Regions from separate parts of the Mus musculus genome. Here regions 1 and 3 are each linked to region 2. The links are chromatin contacts, called in public HiCAR-type and HiChIP or PLAC-seq maps. All regions are on one chromosome and are shown on one strand. Each heading gives the region's core, a stretch centred on a gene start, on an enhancer-like site or on the middle of the called end of the contact. The rest is flanking DNA. Distances are from core to core; before and after follow the strand shown. Region 1 has its middle 15 kb from the start of Tor1b. Region 2 holds the start of Dolpp1 (dolichyl pyrophosphate phosphatase 1). Region 3 has its middle 17 kb from the start of Ptges.

Region 1 (4,403 bases), core at 1,750-4,249, 550 kb after region 2:
TGTGTGTGTAAGAGATTTGGGGATGGCTCAATGGATAAAATGCTGGCTTCATAGTCCTGGGTCCTGAGCTTGGATCCCCAGCATAGAAATCTGGACATGACAAGGCCACCCTCTGACAAGCCAGTAAAAGCCAAACAGACAAGCCCACAGGCAAATCTGATGGAGGCCTTCCTGTACTGAGGTTTGTTCCTCCAGATGACTCCAGCTTGGGTCAAGTTAATTCTCACTAACCAGTGTGGTCATTGGTGTCCATTCCGAACTCTCTTCCTATACAGTGTCAAATGCCAAGCACACAAAGCAATAGTGACAGAGAACAGAGCACTGACTGACAGGGGGGGACTGTGAGGGGACAGATGGAGGAGGGACAGCATGACAGAAGGAGGCCACTAGAGAGTGGTCACAGCCATTGTCTTGTGTTAGAAATGATTCTGTTGAGGTGTGGCACTTCAACTAAGCTCAGTCCATTGTCTCAGTTGTATATCAACAAAGCAGTTAGACGGCTCGTCTACAACCAGCAAGCCTTAGAGGCACAGGTGTGGTGCAGACCCACCATCCCAGCGTTTGGGAGGTGGAGGCAGAAGGATCAGAAAACTAAGGTCACCCTCTGCTACACACTGGGTTCAAGGCTAGGGTACCTGAGATGTGTCAAACAAACCAACTGGAAAGATTCTATAGAAACAAACCTCAGCAGGGACTTGCATTTGCCACTAAAGTGACAGTTAGATCCCCAGAGCCCACAAGATAGAAAAGTCTTTTATTATAAAGGGGATATGTTAGAGCGCCTGCAGGCGGTTATCTGACTAGTCTGTAAAATGAATTATTATTATTATTATTATTCATTTATTTATTTGTTGGTTTTTCAAGACAGGGTTTCTCTGTGTAGTCCTGGCTGTCCTGGAACTCACTTTAGTAGACCAGGCTGGCCTCGAACTCAGAAATCTGCCTGCCTCTGCCTCCCGAGTGCTGGGATTAAAGGCGTGCGCCACCACGCCCAGCAAAATGAATTATTTTAACATAAATATAATTGTTGAATTAATCTGGTGGCTGTGTCATTATCCTAGCTGGTTCCCAATAACTACACAGAGAGAGCAAGATTCATTTTAAAGCCTCAGCTCAATACCTGGGCAGTCTAATAATTCATATTAATCCCTAAGCTAATCTGGGCACCTCTCAGCCACATTTCCATGGTCTTTTATTATTTTATTATAATAAAATTGTATTATGTTATTATTTTATTTCTATTGGTTTGGCTCTTTGGGATTCAGGTGTGTTTCCATGGACTTCCTCCAGAGCCCCTCCTCATGGCTTCAAAACCCAACCCATCCTCCCCGCCTCTCTTTCCCCTGGCTGGCGGAAGTCCCACCCACCCTATTCTCTCTCTGCCAAGTCACTGGGTGATCAGCATTTATTGACAAGACGGAGAATAAATGTTAAGAATTGTTTACACTCCTCCTTAGAATAGGGAACAAAATACCTATGGAAGGAGTTACAGAGACAAAGTTTGGAGCTAAGATGAAAGGATGGACCATCCAGAGATTACCCCACCTGGGGATCCATCCCATAATCAGCCACCAAACCCAGACACTATTGCACATGCCAGCAAGATTTTGCTGACAGGACCCTGGTATAGCTGTCTCCTGTGAGGCTATGCCAGTGCCTGGCAAATACAGAAGTGGATGCTCACAGTCAACTATTGGATGGAACACAGGGCCCCCAATGGAGGAGCTAGAGAAAGTACCCAAGGAGCTGAAGGGGTCTGCAACCCTATAGGTGGAACAATATGAACTAACCAGTACCCCCAGAGCTTGTGTCTCTAGCTGCATATGTAGCAGAAGATGGCCTAGTCGACCATCACTGGAAAGAGAGGCCCATTGGACTTGCAAACTTTATATGCCCCAGTACAGGGGAACGCCAGGGCCAAGAAGTGGGAGTGGGTGGGTAGGGGAGCAGGGCGGGGGGAGGGTATAGGGAACTTTCAGGATAGCGTTTGAAATGTAAATAAAGAAAATATCTAATAATAATAAAAAAAGAATTGTTTACACAAACTTGAGACAGTAGATTCTTGGTATAAGCAGCACAATGCTGTGCCGGGACTGAAACAGGATGTGAGGACAGACAATCAGCGTTTGCATAACACAAGAATAATCTTTACTCAGTGCACAACACTATGCCTACACTAGTCCAACAATGGCCGTTCACCAACACAACGTCCAAGAATCCATCAGTTGTTCAGTCCATGGGGGAAACGGAAACGGACGTGGCAGTGAGAGCGAGGGCAAACAGCAAAGAGCCAGTTTCCTGCTTCCATGTCCTTTGAATAGACTGCCAACAGAAGGTGTGGCCCAGATTTAAGGTGGTTCTCCCCACCTCAAACTATCCAATCAAGGAAAGTCCCTGACAGGTATACTCAGCAGCCTGGGTTTTAGTTAACTCCATATGTAGTCATGTTGACAAGCAAGAACAGCCATCACAAAAGGGAAAATGAACTCCCAAAAGCTGTCCTCTAACCTCCACACTTGCACTGTGACATACACGCACACCCATACATATACACAATAAAGTAAATAAATGTAATTTTTTGTTTGTTTGTCTGTAGCTCTGGTTGATCTGGAACTCATGATGTAGACCAGCCTGTTGTCGTCCTCATAGAGGTTCTCCTACTTCTGCATTCCAAGTGTTAGGATTAAAGGCATGTGCCACCACATTTGGCCAAATGTAATTAAAAGAAGAAAAAAAATGGGAGCTGGAAAGATGGCTGAGCAGTTCAGAGCGCTTGTTTGTCTGCCAAATGTTCTCCCCACTGTGTAAAGTTTACCCTTGCATTATCTCACATGCTGATCTCTCTATCCCACTACCTGGTTTCCACGTGGCTGTGGCTTCTTTATGTTATCCTTAGATGCTCCTGTCCCAAGTTTGCTTAAACATTGCTCCTCATTCATTCGTTCTCTGCCCTGCCAATAAAAGCCAAGGAGCCAATATAGAGCTTTAGAGAGAATAAGGTGGGACTCCCGTTTCTAGGAGGGGTGGAGAAAGGGACAGGAAGGAAGGAGGGGAGCCATGAGGACAGGTCCAGGAAGCCTCAGGAGAAGAGAGCAAAAAGGATGGGAAAACTGCAAGTAAGATGGGAATGTGGTCTGGGAGGAAGCCTGGCTGCCTGGGAGGTTTAGAATGGAGCAATCATTGCTCAGTTCAAGGCTATAGCCTCCCCCAGCCTTGAGCAGGCCGACTCAGACCTGTTCTGCAGCTGTGAATGAGACCATGGAGGGTGGAGTCTTCCGACCCAGGTCTATTGTTCTGCCACCTGTGTTCTTCTCCAAGATGCCCCACTGAGAGGCTGAACCTGTCTTCCTGAGATATTCCTGAGTTAAGCTGACAACCTGTTGATTGGACCTAGTGCTAACAGCTCTGGCAGACCAAGTGCTAACAACTTGGCAGCAAAGCATCAAGAAGCCTGGCGTGGCAGGGGATGGGCCTCCCTCCTTTATAAGCACAGACTCTTAGTAAACATTGGGCCTGGATCAGAAATTTTGTCTTGGTCTCGTTATTTCTCTCGCTGTTTCCTCCCATACAGCTCCAGCCTCCGGCTATACAAGGCAATTAAACTTAAAATGTTTAATTTTAAAAATAAATAAATAAATAAATAAATATACAGAGTGAGTTTCAGGACAGCCAGAGCTACACAGAGAAACTCTGTCTTGAAAAACCTAAATAAATAAATAAATAAATAAATAAATAAAATAATCATTCAATACTTGTTGCTTTTGTAGAGAACCTGGGTTCAGTTCCCAGCACCCACATGGCAGTTCACAACCACCTGTAACTTCAGTTCTAGGAGACCTGACTGTTAGGGTCTAGGTAAAATGTTGAGGCCTAGATAGCTGCTGCCTGCCTAGCCTGCCATTTTGTGCTGTTACCAATGGTATAAGCAAACCTTCCCATGTGCTGTTATTAGGAAGCTTTCTCATGTACTGTTACTAGGAGACTTTCTCATGCCTGAATGAATTGCAGATTCTGTGATGTGCTGGGCTTTGGTGATCTTGGGATCCAATCACGTAGAGGTCAGCTGGAACTGCTTTGTATAGTTAGCCGCAGTAAGCTTGGACCTGAACCGACCTCGCCTCAGCACTTCCTGCCCTGTGTGTGAGCTTTTATGGTTGTTCATAAGCTGCCCCTGGGATGGACCCAGCATAAGAGAGACACTTGCACCAATGTAAGAAGCCATTTGGAGAGAGACGTCCATTTGAGTAGGGGTCGAGGATAGTTTTAACTCCCGAGATGTCCCTTGGAACTGACATCCTGGTTGGCAAGTAAGACATGAATGTTAGGCCAGGCTAGTCCCCACCACAGCTGAATACCCCAACCAATGGGAGCAGGATAAGGGTACCACAAAGATATGCTCCTAA
Region 2 (4,455 bases), core at 856-3,355:
TTTTAGTTTAGTTTCCCCCCCCCATTCTGTTTTTTGAGGAGATTCTTAGGTATGCCAGGCTAGCCAAGACCTCACTATGTGACCCGAGGGTTACCAGAACTTCTGATCCTCCTGCCCCTCTCAGGTTCTGGAATTACAGGCATGCTCCATCTGGCCTTTTTTTTTTTTTTTTAAAAGACAAATTCCTGCATGGGCTGGAATCCCAATCTCCTACCTTTACCTCCCAGTTGCTACAATTTTAGGGTGTCCACCCAGCTAAATATTTTATATAATTAAAAAATAGCAAAAGCAAGTGTGTGTGGCGGACCATACCATTAGTCTCAGCACTTGGGAGGCAGTGGCAGGTGGATCTCAGTGAGTTTGAGATCTGCACAACATCTACATAATGAGTTCCAGGCCAGTCAAGTTTACACACTGAGACCCTGCCTCGGGGGGAAAAAGATTCCTTCATTATTTACTTACCCTCAGAGCTTTCTGTACCCTCAGCACCAGCTATTCCCTCAGAGACTCAGTGGCTCAGCCCCACCCACCTCCCCCACAAGAAGTCCAGCTTTTCTTCCTGCTGGAGACTCGCCCCAATAACTCCCACACATTTTCAGTTCTTCATCTTGTCACTTCCTTAGGGATGCTCTCTCTGTGTTTCTGGGACTCTGAAGAAGGGCAAGGCAGCCTGACCTTCCATGGGTGCCCTCTCTCTCAGAGAACTATTCTAGGAAGCTCATGACCACGTCTCACACCTCTTTCTTTCAAAGGCTAATAATGACTTTGCCTGAGAGAGAGAGCTAAGGGCAGGTGACTAGGAGGTGGGCCCAGCTGGATAAGTTCAGGCTGGGTAGGGAGACGGAAGACAAGCTGAACACCACTGGGGGATTCTGAGTCCCCAGCCTACTTAGAGTAACCTACAATTCTGGCTTCCACGGGCTGCCAGACTAAGCCACTGTAGCTAGTGACCTCAGAACATAGAATATGGAGGGCCAAGGCTCCAACCTAGACCTACTGGGTACCCCCAGGTCTAAGGCAGACCCGGAACCTGCTTTTATTTTTATTTTTTTACTGTACATGCTCTGGGCCTTAGTCAGAGGTCAGAGAACCGTTGCATACTGGCAGAGGCAGACAAGGAAATAATTACAGTCAAGTGTAGCCAGAGATGAGGTAGGCAAAGGAGGTGCAATTGTGGGAGACCACTGGAACTCCCCCACCCCCTTTCTGAGGTAGCCCAGACTGGCTTCCAACTCACAGAGATCCCCCTGCTTCTGTGGAGGCCCTTCTCTTAATTTTCAGAACCTGAAGCTATGAACTGACAAGTCAGCCTGGGCCAGGCAAATGGGGCAGGAGTGTGTGTGCCCATTCCTTGCAGAGAAATTTGAGGAATTGGAATCTGGCCTAGACAGTAAGTAGGTCTGTCTGGAGAGAGTTGGTTCAGAAAGGGGACGTGGGTGGGAGGTGTGGCTGTTTCTTCAAGAATGTTTCTTCAAGAATGGGGAAACAGAGAAGGGTAGATGGAACATCTGGATTATACTGAAAATGGTCCCAAGTGGCCTCACTACGCTACGGCGTAATTGAAACGTATAGCATCCCATCTAAGATATCTACAATATGTGCTACATCCCAGAAGTGAGGACCAATAATTTTTTTTTAACAGAAAAGTTCCTTTGCGGAACTGCACCTCTTGTCTGTCAGTAAAGGGCAATAAAAAACTGCACTAGGTCTTTGACTTCAGTTTACATTTATGGACAGGAAGCCAGAACCTGGAGGACGAGGCAGAATGATGCTGGGGCAAGCCTAGCCTTCATAGTGAGGAACACATTTTTGTTTTCCAAATGGGTCGGTTGAGACCCGGTGGTGCTGAGGCTGCTCCTCCACTGCGCTCTGGGTTCTCAGGAGCTTTAACTCTGGGCGCAGGTGCCAGCCTAACCAAAGCTCCCACCAAAGTACAACACGCCCCCCGAGATAGCGCCTGATTGGCTCGCCCTTCCCACACGCCGAGCTAAGCTTACCTTTTGATTGGCTGTTCTGCGCTCTGTCCTGCGCTGCGAGTGCTCCATTCTCTTGATTGGTTAGTCAACTACCTGAACTCGCACGGGATTGGACACTGGCAAAGCTGCGCGAGTCCCCGCTCTCTGATTCGCCGCACGGGCCAGCCTCACGACCTGCACACTGAATGGCTGCGCCACTACCTGCAATCGGCCTCGGATTGGGTGCGTGGCGTCTCCCCGGCGTGATAGGTCAGGACCACCGCCCCCCTTGCTCCCCATTGGCTGCTCTGCGAAGCCCGGTCTCCGGGTAAGATGGCAGCGGACGGACAGTGCTCGCTCCCCGCTTCATGGCGGCCAGTGACCCTCACCCACGTCGAATACCCTGCAGGTAAGAGCCTGCCCCGGCTCCGAGGACGTTCTCCTCGAGCTGCCGCCACAGCCCCGGGCGTTCCGGGCCGCGCGGACCGCCTTCGGGGCGCCTTGGAACCGCGGTGGGAACTGTCAAACAGCGAGCCTTGGAGGGGCTCGGCCGGCGCGCGCGCCGCGCAGGCGCAGTGAGGCGGCGATGAGCAGGGAGAAATTGCGAGCGGCTCGCTCGTGTGCTCTGCGGCTGCGCGGCCGAGTCGCTCTCCGGGGTCCCGGGGTGCTGGTGGGCTGTCCTGGGCCGGGGGAGGGTCTGGATAGGGCGGGCGAGGATCTGGGCCTGGACTTTGTCCCTTGTGCCCCGCCCTCCCCCGAGCCAGAGAGGCCGCACTCCTGCTCGGCTGTGCAGGGAGTGACAGTTTCCTTCACTACGCTGCGGGCTGCTCACTGGAGAAAGCTCCCAGTTGCAGGGAGTGTGCAAACCCAGGCCAGGTTTGGGAGAATTTGCGGCGCCACGCCCTGAGCAGCGCGGCAGAGGCCAGCCGCCAAGGGGGCATGCAGCCCCTGGGAGCCTGACTTGTAAGAGCTTCCATCTGACACGCCTCTGGGAGTGCCCGCCTCTCTGGTGGGAAGGTCCATTAGCCATGGTTCTGAAGTTCCGGCTCGGCTCCATAGAGTGGAGCGGAGCGGAGCTTAGGCCTTGGGGTGAGACGTTTCCGGGCTCCAGGGTAGGCACCACCCCTCCAGTCACTTCATCTTAAGTGGCTCCAAGTACAGTGTCTCCTTTCTGTAATGGTGTGTGACTCAAATGACCACAGGCCTAAGAGGTGCTGGGCACAGAGCCTGGCCCACAGTGGACACCCAGTAAATACCTGTAGTTTATCTCTCTAGCTTGCCAGCACCCTCCCTGGATAAATGTTTGTTGCTGAGCAGCCGGGGCCCCCTTGCTGGCCTCTGGTTGTCCAGGAAGGGCCTGTCCTCTTGGGTAGAGGGCCTGAGAACTTGGGTCTGCTGAGAACACAGGGCCACAGGCCAGGAGAACTTTGCCTCTGGGTGTTCTGGGTTATACTTAAGGTGTGGCAGTCCAGGGATGGGCCCTATCAAAGTGCCTGTTCATTACCCAACCACCCATCCATCCATTCATTCTGCATTCCCTTAGCATAGCATCTCCCGGGTGCAAGGCCCTGGGCCAGCTCGGGGTTTGGAATGATGAAGTCCCTGCACTCTTGTTCTATGGAAAGTCTCTGCCCCTGAGGAGGGAAAACAGGCCTGGTGAAGGGGAGAGACCTGACTGGGGTCTCCACAGCTTCCCGACTCTCCGTCCTTGGCGTCAGAGTAGCTTCTTGGAGGGCTCATGGCCTTTCAGGTGAGAAGAGCCTGCAGCTGTGAACACCATAACACATACAAGGCTGTGTGTGCTGTGGGGGCTGGTTGAGCCCGAGGATATCTGGCAAGGTACCCCTGCACTTGATGTCGCTCACTACACTGAACATGCTTCCTTCATGCCTGAGTCCTGTGGCGTGTCCTACATTGCTACACTCAAGACAGTAGGTTATGGAGACCTTGTCACTACCCTAAAGTACAGAGGGCAAAGAGAGGCCCCACACAGCTACTTACACTAGCCAGTGGGTCACCATGTCCCAGTCACACATCTCAGCAGGCTCTCACCCTTGTGATTGTGGCTGTGCTGCCTCTTAGCTTTTGTTTTTTGAGTTCACCTAGGCAGCATCCTAGGTGGGGGAAGCCACGTGTGTATGTATGGGTCCAGAAGTAGGACAGCACAGTGTGTTCAGGGAGCTGCAGTAATGTCCCTGCAACTGGAGCAGAGGGTGGGAGGGAAGTGGGCCAGGTCTGCACAGACTCTAGTAAGCAGGCCTAAGGAAGCATATCCCAAGGGCAGGGGAGGTGTGGGGCATAGAGAGAGCTGTGGTTAGAAGCCCTGGCCTCAGGAAAGCCTGAGGGTCTTATCTGCTGTAAGACAACCTGAGGAATTGGTCAGAGGTTTAGGGACCCTAGCTGCTGTTCCCTGTTCCCATAGCCCAGCAGTTATCAGTTGAACTGTGACAGAGTCCGGATCTCAGGGATGGGAAGGCATGGATTCAGAGAAGGGCACTCA
Region 3 (4,465 bases), core at 1,171-3,670, 530 kb after region 2:
GCCTTAGGGTAGGAGGAAACATTTCCTAGAGCTAACTGACTGAGAAACCACTTGGAGAAACCACTGCCAAGATATTTCCGGGCAATCTGGTGTTTTCCACAGGTAGAGTCTTCAGAGTCAGGGATCCACTGGGCTGCTCACACCAACCCATAAACGCTGCTTCCCCAGAGGTCATAGTGCAGAAGGGTCATTTGGGTGTTTGATACTCTGTCTGGCCACTTCAAGGACCTTGTGGGGACACTTCACATTCTTCAGGGGTTTGGCCAGTGATGGTTGTGCTTTCAAAGCTGGACTGATAAGAGTCCCTCCCAGCCCTCTGACTCAGACAGCGGCCTCCTAGAACCCTAACCACTCTTTGTTCTCTCCAAACAGCATTGCCTCCTTTCCCTCCAGGAGGTGTCAAGACACAATGCTTCCCGCCTGCTTCTGCGCCTGCTTCTGCTTCATGCCTGCCTCTTTTGAGTGTGCCAGCCAAGTGTCTGCTTCCTCCTTCCCTCTTGAAGTCAAGTTCACCTCTGCTCTGTGCTCCCTGAAGGCCTGTCTCGGCCTCAGCCTATTCACCAGCCCCATGCCAGGGAGTCTGGAGCCCTCGGTGCTCTGCAGAAAAGCATGTGCTTCGTCTTCAGCATCGTATTAGCGGGTTCAAGGTACCAGTCAGGGCACAAGCATCTGGGTGGGGGATGGAAGCATCGCCACCTCCAGCCAGAGGTCAAGAAATTCACTCCAAAGGAGGGGCGCTGCTGGAATCAGCTAATACATCTTTCCTTGCATAGCTTTCCAAAATCCCTGTTCCTTCCGAGAGCCAAGCCTGATCAGATCTTCTGATCTGATCCTTTCCTTAGAACTCTGTAGGAAAACCCCTCCCCTCCCTCACTGCCCTGCAGAGCTGGACCAGACCTCCAGACCAAACAGCTGCCCTCGAGGATTCTCCAGCCCGCATACCAGATCTATCCAGTGTGTGCAAGTCCCCCAGTGAGGGCCATGCCCCACATTCCAGCAACCCAGCTCAGGAAATCTCTTTCCAGGAGACTATCACTGCCGAGGGCACAGGAAGAACGGAAGCTCCAAGCAGGTCTGGCCATGTCCTTTCTGCAACTGGAAGCAAACTGGAAAATGCAGGGCTCTTTATTCAAAGGTTAAGAATGTTAAAGGGGTTGGGTGTAGTTCAGTGGCTGAGCGTGTTCAGGGCGTGTTCTAAGCCCTGTGCTCTGGCCCCAGTGCTGTGTGAGTGTGTGTGTGTGTGTGTGTGTGTGTGTGTGTGCGTGTGTGTGTTGCAAGGCAGAGACAGTAAAGCCAGGCATGGTGGCACATAGCTATAATCTCAGCACTTGAGACAGAGCCAGGGGCATCAGTAGTTTATCCTTTGCCACACAAAGAGCCAAGGACACCTTAAGCTACTTGAAGCCCCGGCTCAAATAAAAAGCAGACAAGTTATGTCAACCTTTATGTGATAAAGGTCGGTAGTCCAGCTCTAGAGATGAAGGTGGGTGGATTTCTGTGAGTTCAAGGACAACCTGGTCTACAGAGTAAGTTTTAAGCCACACAGGGCTACATAGTAAAACCCTGTTTGTATTATTTATTTATTTTTGATTTTTTTTTTTTTTTTTTTTGAGGCAGGTCTAACTATATATATCCTGGCTGTTTTAGATCATTCTGGCTGGCCTGGAATTCAGAGATCCCCCTGCCTGTGCCTCAAGGGTACTAGGATGGAAGGCGTGCACCACCAACACCCAGCCAGCTAGAGAATGTGTTTTCAAATGTCGTTTGACAAAAAAAAAAAAAAAAAAAAAAAAAAGAAAGAAAGAAAGAAAGAAAGAAAGAAAAGAAAAGAAACTAAAAGAAAGGAAAAAAAGTGGAGAAGAAAGACGGGTGGGGCTGACAAAGCATCAGGGTAAGAACTTGGACCGATCTCAGTTAACAGCGTGCATGTGGGGTGTCTACACCTATAACTCCAACTCCGAGGAGTCAACACCCCCTTTTCACTACTGTGGGTACCACACGCATGTGGTATATATGCACAAACACAAATACCCAAAATAATACTTTAAAGCATTCTGTTCTTTAAAAATGACAACAAAAACATGAAGCCCAACAGGAAACAAAGGTTGATTGGTGAAACGCTCGCTTTGCATACAAGAAGCACTGGGTCTGTGCCCAGGAAAGTCTAGACCCTGTGTGGCGGTTCACACTTGTAATCTCACAGTTCAAGAGATGGTGATAGAATGCTTGGAAGCTCAAGACTGGACACATATCCGGTTCCTAGCAAGCCTGGACTATGTGAGACCCTGTCTCAAAAAAAAAAAAATAGCCAAATAAACAGTGGATGAGCATTAAAAACACAAAGGCCGTTCTAAGCATGGCTGGCTGGGTGTGCCCACGAAGCTGTTCCTGAACCTGAATGAGTCAACCCAGGCTGTAACCAAAGCCAACCCTAGGCTGACATCACCACCTCACCTCCCTCTGTCTAATCTTCACCATCGGGATTCGCCGGCAGTGTTTTATCTTGAAAGATACCATGAGTCATAACAGAGTCAGGAGCCAAGCTTCCTGCGGATTTTTTTTTATGGCACTTATATAATGCTTACCACGTGCCAGGCATAACTTATCTAATCTTCATATTATGTAGACCTCTGTACATCTATTATTACTATTGCATGTCCATGAATGAATTCCCTGCATGTATGTATGTATGTATCCAGTGTGCATAATGACCTCTGAAATCAGAAGAGGGTGTTGGATCCCCTGGAACTGGAGTTATAGACAGTTGCAAGCTGCCATGTGGATGCTGGGAATCGAACTTGGTTCTGATTAAGAGCTAGTACTTTTAACTGTTGAGCCAACTCTCTAGTACCACCACTATTGCTTTTGAGACAGGGTCTTACTACATAGTCCTGGCTGACCTGGAATTTGCTATGTAGATCAGGCTGTCCTTGGACTCACAGAGCCTCTGCCTCCCGAGTGCTGGGATAAAAGGCATGCCACTGCTCAGAGAGGTAGATTTTATTATTTCTGTTTTCTGGATCAGAAAACAGGAGTGCAGGAATTGGAGATGGGACTCAGCTGGTGTAGTGATTGGCTGGCATGCACTAAGCCCTGGGTTCCATGACCAGTTTAATAAACTAGGTATGCTGATATATAGGTATGCAACCCACAGCTGTACAGTGAGTTCAAGGCCCACCTGAGTACATGAGCCCTGGATGGGCTGGGAAGAGTGATTGAGTGTTGAGAGTGTGCACTGCCCTTGCTGAGGACAGAAGTCAGTCCCCAGCCTCTATATTGGTTAGCTCGGGGAGGTCCATGCCCTCTCCTGCCTCCAAAGATACTGCACTAACATGTCCATCCCCTCCCCCCGACACACACAGGCACACACAAACACACTTTTAATGAGTTTTATTCTGCCGGGTTGTGGTGGCTCATGCCTTTAATCCCAGCACTTGGGAGGCAGAGGCAGGCAGATTTCTGAGTTCGAGGCCAGCCTGGTCTGCAAAGTGAGTTCCAAGACAGTCAGGGCTACACAGAGAAATCCTGTCTCGAAAAAAACAAACAAACAAAAAAGAGTTTTATTCTATGTGTATGGGTGTTTTGCCAACATGTATGTTACTGTACAGATGTGTGCTGTGTCCACATAGGCCAAAAGAGGTCATCAGATTCCCTTGGAACCAGAGTTACAGAAAGCTGTGAGCCACATCTGGATGTTGGGAACCAAACCAGGGTCCTCTGAAAGAGCAGTCAGAGAGTTTGAACATAAGCCGCCTTTCCAGGCCCGTGTGCGTGCGTGTGTGTGTGGGTATGTGTGTATGTGTGTGAGCCCACAGGACATGTGTGTGTGTGTGTGTGTGTGTGTGTGTGTGTGTGGTGTCAGGTGCATAATGAGACTTATTTGTGTGTGTTGTGTGTGTTCCTGTGTATAGGAGCAGGTGTGCGCATGCCAGAGTGCCTGTGGAAATCAGGGTACAGCCTCAGTTGTCAGCCCTTGCCTTGCCAGGTAGAAACCTGGTTGGAGGCACCAAAACCTCCAGGCTAGCAGGCCCTCGAGCTTTGGCAAATTCTCCTGTCTCCACTCCCATCTTCCTATAGGATCTTCCTATAAGGTCTTCCTAAAGGATGCTGGGGTTACAGCACCACCCATGCTGCTGTGCCTGTCTTTACGTCGATGCTTGGTATCCACACTGGGGTCCTCACACTTGCCTGGTGAGCATTTCCCCAGCAGAAGAGATTATGATGTGTATAATTGGCCCCTGTATAACGATAATGTAAAACAGGCTGGGAAAGTCCTGCAAACTGTGCATGAAGGCTCACACCTTTAATCCCAGCACTAGGGAGGCAGAGGCCAGCAGATCCCGCTCATGACAGTCCTGTCTACCTAGTGAGATAGTCTCAATCTATTGATCAATCAATGACTCTTTCTATCCACTCTCTAGGAGCTACAGACCCAGGGAGCTCAACAGTGTATAGCTCAGTCCAA

The links. HiCAR-type assays count read pairs that join an accessible place to other places. HiChIP or PLAC-seq counts read pairs in DNA pulled down with a chosen protein or histone mark.
Region 1: a HiCAR-type map of embryonic stem cells shows a contact between it and region 2, with 4 times the contacts expected there. The contact joins the enhancer-like site here to the promoter of Dolpp1 in region 2. A contact is called at or near these places in 10 of 39 promoter capture datasets (3T3-L1-derived adipocytes, the C10 cell line, HPC-7-derived erythroid cells and 7 more), 1 of 484 Hi-C or Micro-C datasets (B cells) and 13 of 115 datasets of contacts at active chromatin or transcription factors (bone marrow-derived dendritic cells, bone marrow-derived macrophages, craniofacial prominence and 10 more).
Region 3: a contact with region 2 is called in an HNF4G HiChIP or PLAC-seq map of pancreatic cancer cells. The contact joins the enhancer-like site here to the promoter of Dolpp1 in region 2. A contact is called at or near these places in 5 of 39 promoter capture datasets (cranial neural crest, liver, maxillary cranial neural crest and 2 more), 1 of 484 Hi-C or Micro-C datasets (B cells), 8 of 115 datasets of contacts at active chromatin or transcription factors (bone marrow-derived dendritic cells, bone marrow-derived macrophages, embryonic basal ganglia and 5 more) and 3 of 9 other capture datasets (adipose tissue, embryonic stem cells and liver).

The regions. Positions count from the first base shown.
Region 1 is chr2:30,935,657-30,940,059 of GRCm38.p6, forward strand. No RefSeq gene overlaps it. Among named protein-coding and RNA genes, the nearest start is that of Tor1b, 15 kb to the right of the region's middle. Within about 2 kb of position 3,000, at least 15 of the 459 cell types and tissues checked have an H3K27ac peak or open chromatin away from gene starts, as enhancers often do. A contact at or near this core is called in embryonic stem cells and epiblast stem cells, where this site is marked.
Region 2 is chr2:30,390,149-30,394,603 of GRCm38.p6, forward strand. Dolpp1 (dolichyl pyrophosphate phosphatase 1) reads left to right here and starts at 2,106. Exons shown (of 8, transcript NM_020329.4): 1 at 2,106-2,364. The coding sequence starts at 2,289.
Region 3 is chr2:30,917,906-30,922,370 of GRCm38.p6, forward strand. It overlaps a transcript of Ptges not described here. Among named protein-coding and RNA genes, the nearest start is that of Ptges, 17 kb to the left of the region's middle. Within about 2 kb of position 2,421, at least 71 of the 459 cell types and tissues checked have an H3K27ac peak or open chromatin away from gene starts, as enhancers often do. A contact at or near this core is called in adipose tissue and pancreatic cancer cells, where this site is marked.